Regions from separate parts of the Sus scrofa genome. Here region 1 is linked to region 2. Evidence: chromatin contacts called from public Hi-C data. All regions are on one chromosome and are shown on one strand. The core of a region is the stretch at or near the end of the contact, and the rest is flanking DNA. Distances in the headings are between cores, read along the strand shown.

Region 1 (4,573 bases), core at 705-3,204, 290 kb after region 2:
ATTTATGGACTGTGTGTGCTGAGCGCTGACAGAGACAAGGAAACGAGGTGTGGGGGGACGAGCCAGGCAGGCAGAGCAGGGCCTTCTGGGCATATTCAGCCTACTCAGAAGGGGAACAGGTCTAGGCGGGGCCATATGGAGGGAGATTAAAAGCGGTCAGCTTGGGTTTGAATCCCCACCCTCTTAGAATACTCGTGACACCAGGTGTGTGGGGTTTTTCCCCCCACACTGTCCAATTCTCTAACACCAGCTGAGTGTTCTACAAATCAATCCGATTCTGAGACTAACCGGAGTTAGCACAGAGCCCCCAGGTTAAGGTCTTAGTACCATAGGACTTCTCGCTTCAGATGCCACTTGCAAGTAGTGGGTCCCAAGGCTACAGACTCGGGGTTCCTCCGACTCTGTCTTTAAGCTGGATCATTTGCTAGAACAACTGATAAAACCCTAGTAAACAGGTTTACCAGACCATTATAGAATAAAGGACATAAAAAAGAATAAAGATGAACAGCCTGATGAGGAGACACATAGTCCCCTCTGGGAGGGTCCCGAGATGAGGAGCTTCTGTCTCTGTGGGGTTCGGTGGCATTCAGATGCATTCAGCCCAGAAGCTCACCGCACCCTATGGTGTAGGGCTTTTTATGGAGGCCATTAAATAGGCATAATCAATTATCAACTCATTTTGCAGCCCCTCTCCCCTCTCCAGAGGATGGGGAGTGGAGCTGGAAGTTGCTGGCTTTGCATCATGGTTTGGTTGTTCCTGTAACCAGCCCCCATCCAGGAGCCCACCAAGAGTCACTTCTTTAGAAGAGAAGACACACCTATCACTCAGGAAATTGCAAGGGTTTTAGGAGCCCTGCATCGGAAAAACAGGGTCAAAGACCAAATAAACTTTTAGGCAGTCTTCTTGTGTTGTTAAAGAGATTTTTTCAGGTTTTTGCACCTTCTTGTAGGTTTTGGGCATGTGTAGGAGTTGACAGGGGATGTAGGGCAGGTCAAGAGAGTTGCTGTGAGAGTTGGGGAGGCTGCAGCCCATCGATTTAAAAAGGCCGCCTAAATGGTACTGACACGAACAGCCCCCGCTTCGTGAGGACTGTGCACTGCAGGTACAGTTGTGCCACCCGGTTTAACCCTCGCAGGTGCCTGGGAGGAAGGTGCGGTCAGCATCAGCGAGGTGGAGGAGGAGACTAGGCCCCGAGGCCTGTGTGGCTGCCTGAGGTCAGTCAGCACTGGACGCAAGATTCCAGTCCCGGAGTTTGAAAACTTTTTTAACCACGGAGCCCACTTGCCCTCCTAGGCCTAGGTTGGGAGATGTCTTCTCAAGTCTTCCAGTGAAGCTGAAATGACTGCTCGGGTTCGAGAACTGGCCAGGACCTGGAGGTCCTTCCTGGACCCCACTCCTTCTGTGTGTGTGCCAACATACAGATGCAGAGGCCTGCATCTGCCGGCGAGAGCTGGCCCCAGGCCTCCTGCCTACAAACCACCGCTCTCTCCTTTGGCCGCGATCAGAATCAGAGTCCAGAAGAAGAAAATGAACTTCTCTGTGTGCCTGACAGAGAGAACCACGGGGGGATCAAGTCAGGCGAGCCTCCCCCGAGCGGCCTGGCCTCACTCGAGCGCCGAGGGTTCAGGGCGACAGGTGAGGAGGGTGTGCGGGCCGGAGCCGGGCTCTCCCACCGCTTGCCGTTTGGGTTAGTTTCTCCTTCCGGGAGCGAAGGCCTGGTGACAGCGGTGTATCTCCTACACGTAAGGCCCCGTTTCACTGCTTGTGGATGCTGCCTTTTTAGTTTGCAGTTGTTACTGTCACTTTATAGACCAAACATTGAACGAGTAACTGTAGTTACAGAACAAATGTGAAAATAACTCGCTGGAGCGGAGGTTTGGCGGCGGGGAGGAGAAGGGAGCCGAGAGGCAGTGGCGGTGTTTGCTTCATCAGCCCTCCAGGGAGTCGGGAGCGCTCTGCGCGGGGAGGCTCCAGTTTCTGTGCGTTAATTATAGCGGCTCCCGCTGCGGCCCGTAGCAGACCATCTGGTTTAAGTACTTGCCTCACACCCTGATCTTGGCCAGATTTCTTAACTGTGCCTTGGTTTCCTCATCCAAAAATGGGGCCAGTAATAGTTTTTTATGTCACAACGTTGCTCTGGGAATGAGTTGATACATACATGGTTCTTAGAAGACTCTCTGCCCCAGAAGAATCATCACATGAGTTTTTTTTTGTTTTTTTTTTTTTATGATGTACCTGCTGCAGAAAGAAGGTAAATAAAAGAACTAAAGATGAAAATTTCAATCAGCAGAGATTGGCAAGAGGGTGGCCGTGGTTTGAGAAAGCTTATTTTCTCATCTTTTAGAACGGGAGGTCACTAGCTACTGTTTAAAGTTGACACATCAAGAAGCAGTGGTGGGAGTTCCCGTTGTGGCGCAGCGGAAACGAATCCGACCAGAAACCATGAGGTTTTGGGTTCGATCTCTGGCCTTGCTCAGTGGGTCAAGGATCCGGCATTGCTGTGAACTGCCATGTAGGTCGCAGATGCGGCTCGGATCTGGTGTTGCTATGGCTGTGTAGGTCAGCAGCTGTAGCTCCAATTCAGCCCCTAGCCTGGGAACCTCCATATGCCACGGGTGTGGCCCTAAAAAGCCAAAAAAAAAAAAAAAAAAAAAGCAGTGGTGTAACCATACTTCTAGTTATGGAAGTGTTCTGATTTCAAAATAGGTCGAGTCATAAACATGCTTATCACTGAGGAATGAAGCTCGGGAGAAGAGACTCTATTTTGAGTTTTTTTAAATTGACATAAGCATTTATTTTATTTATTTGGTATCAACCTTCCTGTTGTAATTAACAAATGATAAACTTCCCATATTTGTACTATACAAATTGCTCAGTTTTGCTAGGTGCACATTTGTGAAACTACCACCACAACTAAGATGGTAAACATTCGTCACCACCACCCTCCAAAAAAAAAAAAAAAGGGCCAGGTTTAAGCTTCTTCGTCTAAATAGTCTTTATTTAGGAACGTCTGGGCTTTAATTCTCTTTGAGCTCTGGCAACACTTAATTCAGATGCTCTTTTTGCTTTAAAGAGTGTTTTCTTTTAATGAGGATACCACGATGTTTTTTGAAGTGCATGTCCTTGCATTCATGTGATCTTCTTATCTGTCCTCAGTAAAACCTATACAGCTGGTAAGAACCTCTGGTGATTCTTTTTTAGTAATCTGCTTTCCATAGAACATCCCGTGTTCTAGCCTGGGTAACGACGATCGGAGTTCAGACTCTAGGATGGGGAACCATTTTCCCTCCCCAGGGCTCCCCGAATGCTTATGCTGCACGTCCAAGGAGGAGCGACAGCAATAACCTCGCGGGCATCACTGTCCCAATTTAGTAGAGCTTGGCTTCCCCTTGCCCGGAGCCCCCCCACCTTCCCACCTGGGGTCACCCCTTCCCGGTGCAGCAGCGCTGGTGTGACAGAGGGGCACCTTCTCCCTGGGGGGCGGCCACCTCGGGGAGGTGTATTCTGGAGTCCCAAGTGCGAGTTGGAAGTAGAATTCCTATAGAAACTGGGTCAAGATTTGTGGTCAACTCGGCTTTGTGAGTTGACCATTAACGCCATAGCGGAGCCGTGCTCGGCGTCAGCTGTGGGCGCTTTTGTGGTTTCTTGGTTCGGTTTTGTTTGGTTTCTGTGGGCTGGTTTGGGAGCAGAACCGCCTTTTTATATCATTGTTTCTATGGGGAAAAGGCATTCAGTATTCCAAACAGACACACAAATGAACTTTTCAAACACAGCCTGTTCACATTGTCTTGTAATAGCGCTTGACAGAAGGGGTTTGTATTTACAATAATGTAGTTTGTCTCAGCCTGAGGGTGATAAGTTTCTCCAAATCATAGACTTGCCTGAAAATTACAGGACAAATGTGTTAGGATTGATTGGCTATTGAATGAAACTTAGAGGGCAAATGGGTTAGGATCGACCCGCTTGCCGTTACTTGGAGGACCAGGCTGTTGCGCGGGCACGGGATCGTTCACAGGTCAATGATGATATTCTGTGTTTTAACTGACAGGTTTTCAGGAGGCCTGATATCAGGGTAAGGATGTTTGGCTTTCAGCAGACGGGCCTCCCACTCGTGTGTCTCTGTGCTTTATCGAACCCCTAGTCTATTTAGTGTTCTTTACCTTCTCACTGGTTTTATGAGTCACTCGGATCAATTTGCTCTGCTGTGTCATAGCTTTAAGTGTTCACTAGAAATGCTTTATTTGTTACAGTGTCTTGATGTGCGAAAAAGCCAATGTGTGTGAGGGCAGGATGTGCAGTACTGCCTTTTGTTGTGTTACATGAATTCTGACCCAATGGATATTCATGGCAGGGGCTTATAAAGCTAGGCCCACAGAATCCTCTTTTAACCTTGCTCTTTGTGTAATTCATGCTAAAGATCTAACAACAGCAGCAGCAACAAAGTGGTCAGTTGTTATCCACCCTGAGTAAGAGATCTGAGTAAGATTTCAAGTCTCGAGGACAAGATCAAGTAAGATTTCATGTTTGCATGCCGAATCCCCAAAGCAGAAGTGCTAATCTTGAAGATAAATT
Region 2 (4,091 bases), core at 675-3,174:
GGCCCGAGTGCCCCTTGGGGACATGAGCCGAGACCGGCTTCACGGTGCGAACACACACCACGTCGCGTGGCCTGCAGCCTTCCTAAGGAGGTCTCAAACCTCCTTCGCAGGTAATGACCGCTATGGGCCCCTCCCCCAGCATACAATCCCACGGCCCCCAGAGTTTCCCGAAAAGTTCCAGGAAAATAGAATCCCACTAACGTTCATGGAGCAGACACTCCCTGCCAGGTACTGTGCCAGGAGGCAGGAAGACAGCAGTGAGCCAAACAGGGGCTGCCTGCCGGCGGCCCTCGCGGGAGCTAACCTATAGACGAGGCCGGCTAGTGGCAAGAGCTAAAGAGAAAACAAAGCAGGAAGGCCAGAGGAAGTGCCAGCGATGGGTGTGGGGCTTTGAATTGTTACATAGGTTGGCCAGGTGACATTGGTGTCAAGATGAAAGGAAATGAGGGAGCCAGCCCAGTGGATGTCTGGGAAAGTGAATTCCAAGCGAGGGAGCAGCCAGTGCAAAGGCCCTAAGGAGGCGTGTGTCTGGTGCGCTGAGGAAGAGTCAGGAGGCCTGGAGGAGAGCAAGCCCAGGCAAGAGGGCAGACAACATCATCCCGATTCGTGTCTGCTAGGCCCCTGGAAGCACGTCAGTTTTACTGAGTGAAATGAGGAGCCACTGCAGGTGCTCAGAGAACAGAGACTATACTGGGGTGGGGGAGGGGAGGATGAGGGAGGTAGGAAACAGAGCAACTTTCTATTAGGTAGCTTCTAGAATAATCCGGGGGTGGGGAGAGGCCCCGGGGGCTGGGCCCAGGGGGTAGCAGTGGGGGAAGACAGAAGGCTGGGAGTGAGGATGCATTTTTTGAAGGTGGAGACAACAGTACCGTCCGCTTCTCTGGATGTGGGGTGTGAGCGAGAAAGAAGAATCCAGAAAACCTGCAGGGAATTCAGCCTGGGCAATTCGCAGGATGGAGCCACCATGAACGGAGGTGGCCCAGCTTAGGAGGATCGGCTTTGGGGGATGACCAGGAGCTCGCCTCAGGCCCCCTGAAGCTTGGGGTGTCTAGGGGCCATCTAGGTGATGGTGCCAAGCAGGCCGCTGATCCCCTGGCCCAGGGGCAGCTGTGATCTCTGTGATGCCCACTGGGGAAGCAGAGGAGAAGTGACCTGAGGGTGGAGAGAAGGTTTCTGGGAACAGAACCCCATTTTCCACCTCGGGGACCAGCGCGCCTTGCGCCAGGCGGCAATCAAATTTTAAGAACACTCTGCAATGCTCGGTAACCGACACGGTTACCCCCAGTTTCGCTTTGTTTAATCCGATTCCCTTTGAGACACTCGGGAGCTCCTTCTCATTCTAGGGGGACATGGTCGCTCTAGGGTGACTCCTCTCCCTGCAGGACCCCGGCCAGGCCAGGGGCCGGGACTCCACCGCGGCCTTGTCTGGAGTGAAGGTTACCAGAGAGTCAATAACCTCTCCTGGCCGCTGGCCCTCTCCAGCGCGGCCCGGCCCGGCCCGGGGGGATTCCTTCCCCCAACCGGGCTGAGCCGCGCACCCCCACGGCGCCCCGGGGGCCGCGCTCGCTCGCTGCCCGCTACCCGGGCTGGCTTCGGAGCCGGAGTCTGACACCTGTGCCCAGCGGTGGCGGCCGGACCTCGCTCTTCAGTCAGGAAACTTCGGGAACGGCTCAGAGGCGAGCGCCCAGCTCCGTTGCGCCTACGCAGCCCACGAAAGGACTTCGCTCGGTTCTGGGAGGGGGCCCCGCGCTTCCCGCGGGCCGAGGGCGTGGGCGTGGAGGGGAGGAGGGGCCGAGTGGGCGGCGGGCCCACCCCTTTATTCCTGGCCCGCAGCTCGGCCGACTCGGACCAGATGTGCTGGTGACAGGTCGCTCCTCTGAGGTGCGGGCGGGAGCCTGGAGGGAGCCCGCTCTGGGGCTGCGCCGGGCGCTGCTGCTGTCGGTCCGGACGCGGCGTCCGCGGGCTGAGCTCGGGCCCCGCCGCCGCCGCCGCCGCCTTGCAAGCCCAGGTTGGGAACCGCAGCCCGGGCGGGGACCCCGGGGCAGGGGCGCGGGGTCAGCCCCCCTTCCGGTGGGGGGCCGGGTGTGGGACGGGGGACGGGAGCCACGGGCCTCTCGGCGCCCGGGCGGAGGGCGAACGGCGCGCTCTGGCTCGCCGGGCAGTTCCCCAGAAGCCGTGTTCCTGCAGAAGCCGCAGGTGTCTGCCCCGGGATAACCCCGCGCCGCGAGAGGCCCGGCCAGCCCAGCTCCCGCGGGGGCTTCGCCCGCCCGCGGCCAGAGAGGCGGGAGACTGGCTGGCGCGCCCGGGCTCCTTGCTGAGCAAGCCGGCGGGCCGCGCAGCCAGGGTCCGCACGGAGGCCGCGGCGGCGGCGGCGGCGGGGGGGCGGGGAGTGGACGGAGGAGGAGGGGGCGGGGGCGGCCGGGGGGAGGGGGCTGGAGGGGGACGCTGGGCGAGGAGGGGGCGGGTGCAGCGGAGTCGTCGCCACCTGAGAGCCCCGGTCCCCACTGCCGTCACAGCAGGTCGCCTGGGCCGTCTGGGGCGGGAGCCAGCGAGCAGACGCGTCGGCCGTGAGACCCGCGCCCGGCACCCGGCAGCCGCCCGCCGAAGGTGAGCGCCCTCCCGGGGCGAGGGGCGGGAGGGCCAGGCCGCCGCTCTCGGGTCGGTCTCCGCGGGGAATGGGAAAGGGGGAGGGGAGATGGAACCGGCTACTTTACGGCGAGACTCCTGTCCGGTGACGATCGGGAGTCCTCCGGGGAGCGGCCATCTCGCTCCGATTCTCTCTCCCGCCCCCGGTGGCTCTGCCCCTCCGGCTCCGGCTCTGTCGGTGCCTGTCTGGGATTCTGTCTCTCCCTCTCTCGTCCCCCTCGGTCTCTGTCAGTCTGGCGCGCTCTCTCGCCCAGTCGCCGGCGAGGGCTGGCTCTGCCGCTCTCCCTGCTCGCTCTCCGTCCGTCAGGGGCGCGCACAGCTCACCAGCTCGCTCGGCCCAGAAGCGGGAAGTCTACCTGCCGCCAGCGGGCTTCCCAAGCGCGCGGGGCTCCGCCTGCCGCCCTCGGGCGAGCTCCATCCGCTCGTGCCCGGGGGCGCTCGGTCACCCCGCTGTCGCCTCTCTCGCCAGCAGCGCACCGTCTAGGCGGGCCACCTGCCGGCAGGGGCGCCGACCGCCTTCCCGCTGCGCGCGGAGCCGCCAAGGTGAGTGCCCCCGTGCCCCTTCCGGCCCTCCCGCCGCTCCCCGGCTGCCCCGGCTCGACTTGGCTGGAGAAACCGGGCGACCACAGCGAAGCCTGCCTGCGGCCGCTTTCCCTTTCTAAGAGTGGCCGGAGGGCCCCGTAGGCCCCTCGGGCGGCCGCCGCGCTTCCGCCGCCCCTGGCCCCATGCCGGCCGGGGGAACTCGGCGTTTCGGGGCTCAGGGCCGGCGGGGTCGCGGGCGGGGCAGCGCGGCTTCCCCTTTAAGGCCGGAGCCGCTCGTCGCCGCGAGTGTGAGGGTGTGTGAGTGTGCGGCGTGCGTGTCTCCTCCTCCCCGAGTGACACAGCAGTGAGAAATGCCTATCAGTAACTTAAACCCCCGAAACTCCACCTTCCGGGCGCGCGGCGCGGAGCCGGGCGGTGGGAATGGAGCGAGCAGATTGAGGCCGCCGCTGCAGCGCCGCCGGCATGAACTTGGCCCCGAGCTGAAGCGGCCGGCGGCGGGCGGGTGCGGGGGCACCGGCCGCTAGCCAGGGGGTTGATCTGCAGCCGGGCCGGGCCACTCGGCGGGCGCCGGAGGCCAGGCTGCCCGCGCCCGCGGCCGCCCGCCCCTCGGGCACTGCCCCCGCTGCCGCCGCCGCCGCCGCCGCCGCCGCCGCCGCCGCGGGAGCTCCGCAGCACGGTAAGGCTGAAGGCGGGCGCGGGAGGTCTGAATGCTCTGGGGGCTCCGGGGTGCACTTGTAGCCCCCACTTGTGGTCACCGTTGTGGACGAGCGGGGGCCCCGGGATACTGAGAGCTGGGGGACCCCAAAGTTTGCTCCGAGCTCACGGCCCACCTGGCGCTGCGCGCGGTCGCCCCCTTCCCGGACTGGCTGTGCCGAGCTGAGCGCAGCTCGCATCGCCGGGGG

Evidence for each region. A called contact is a pair of places that touch in the nucleus more often than the background predicts.
Region 1: a Hi-C map of skeletal muscle shows a contact between it and region 2, with 3 times the contacts expected there. The contact joins the enhancer-like site here to the promoter of MAMLD1 in region 2. A contact is called at or near these places in 1 of 5 promoter capture datasets (liver), 3 of 47 Hi-C or Micro-C datasets (adipocytes, embryonic fibroblasts and skeletal muscle) and 1 of 2 datasets of contacts at active chromatin or transcription factors (skeletal muscle).

What each region holds. Positions count from the first base shown.
Region 1 is chrX:122,406,322-122,410,894 of Sscrofa11.1, forward strand. MTMR1 (myotubularin-related protein 1) reads left to right here. Exons shown (of 17, transcript XM_013991042.2): 4 at 4,050-4,073. Among named protein-coding and RNA genes, the nearest start is that of MTMR1, 14 kb to the left of the region's middle. Within about 2 kb of position 1,955, at least 3 of the 83 cell types and tissues checked have an H3K27ac peak or open chromatin away from gene starts, as enhancers often do. A contact at or near this core is called in skeletal muscle, where this site is marked.
Region 2 is chrX:122,118,351-122,122,441 of Sscrofa11.1, forward strand. It overlaps MAMLD1 (mastermind-like domain-containing protein 1), which reads left to right and starts at 1,925. Exons shown (of 8, transcript XM_021079616.1): 1 at 1,925-2,008; 2 at 2,517-2,607.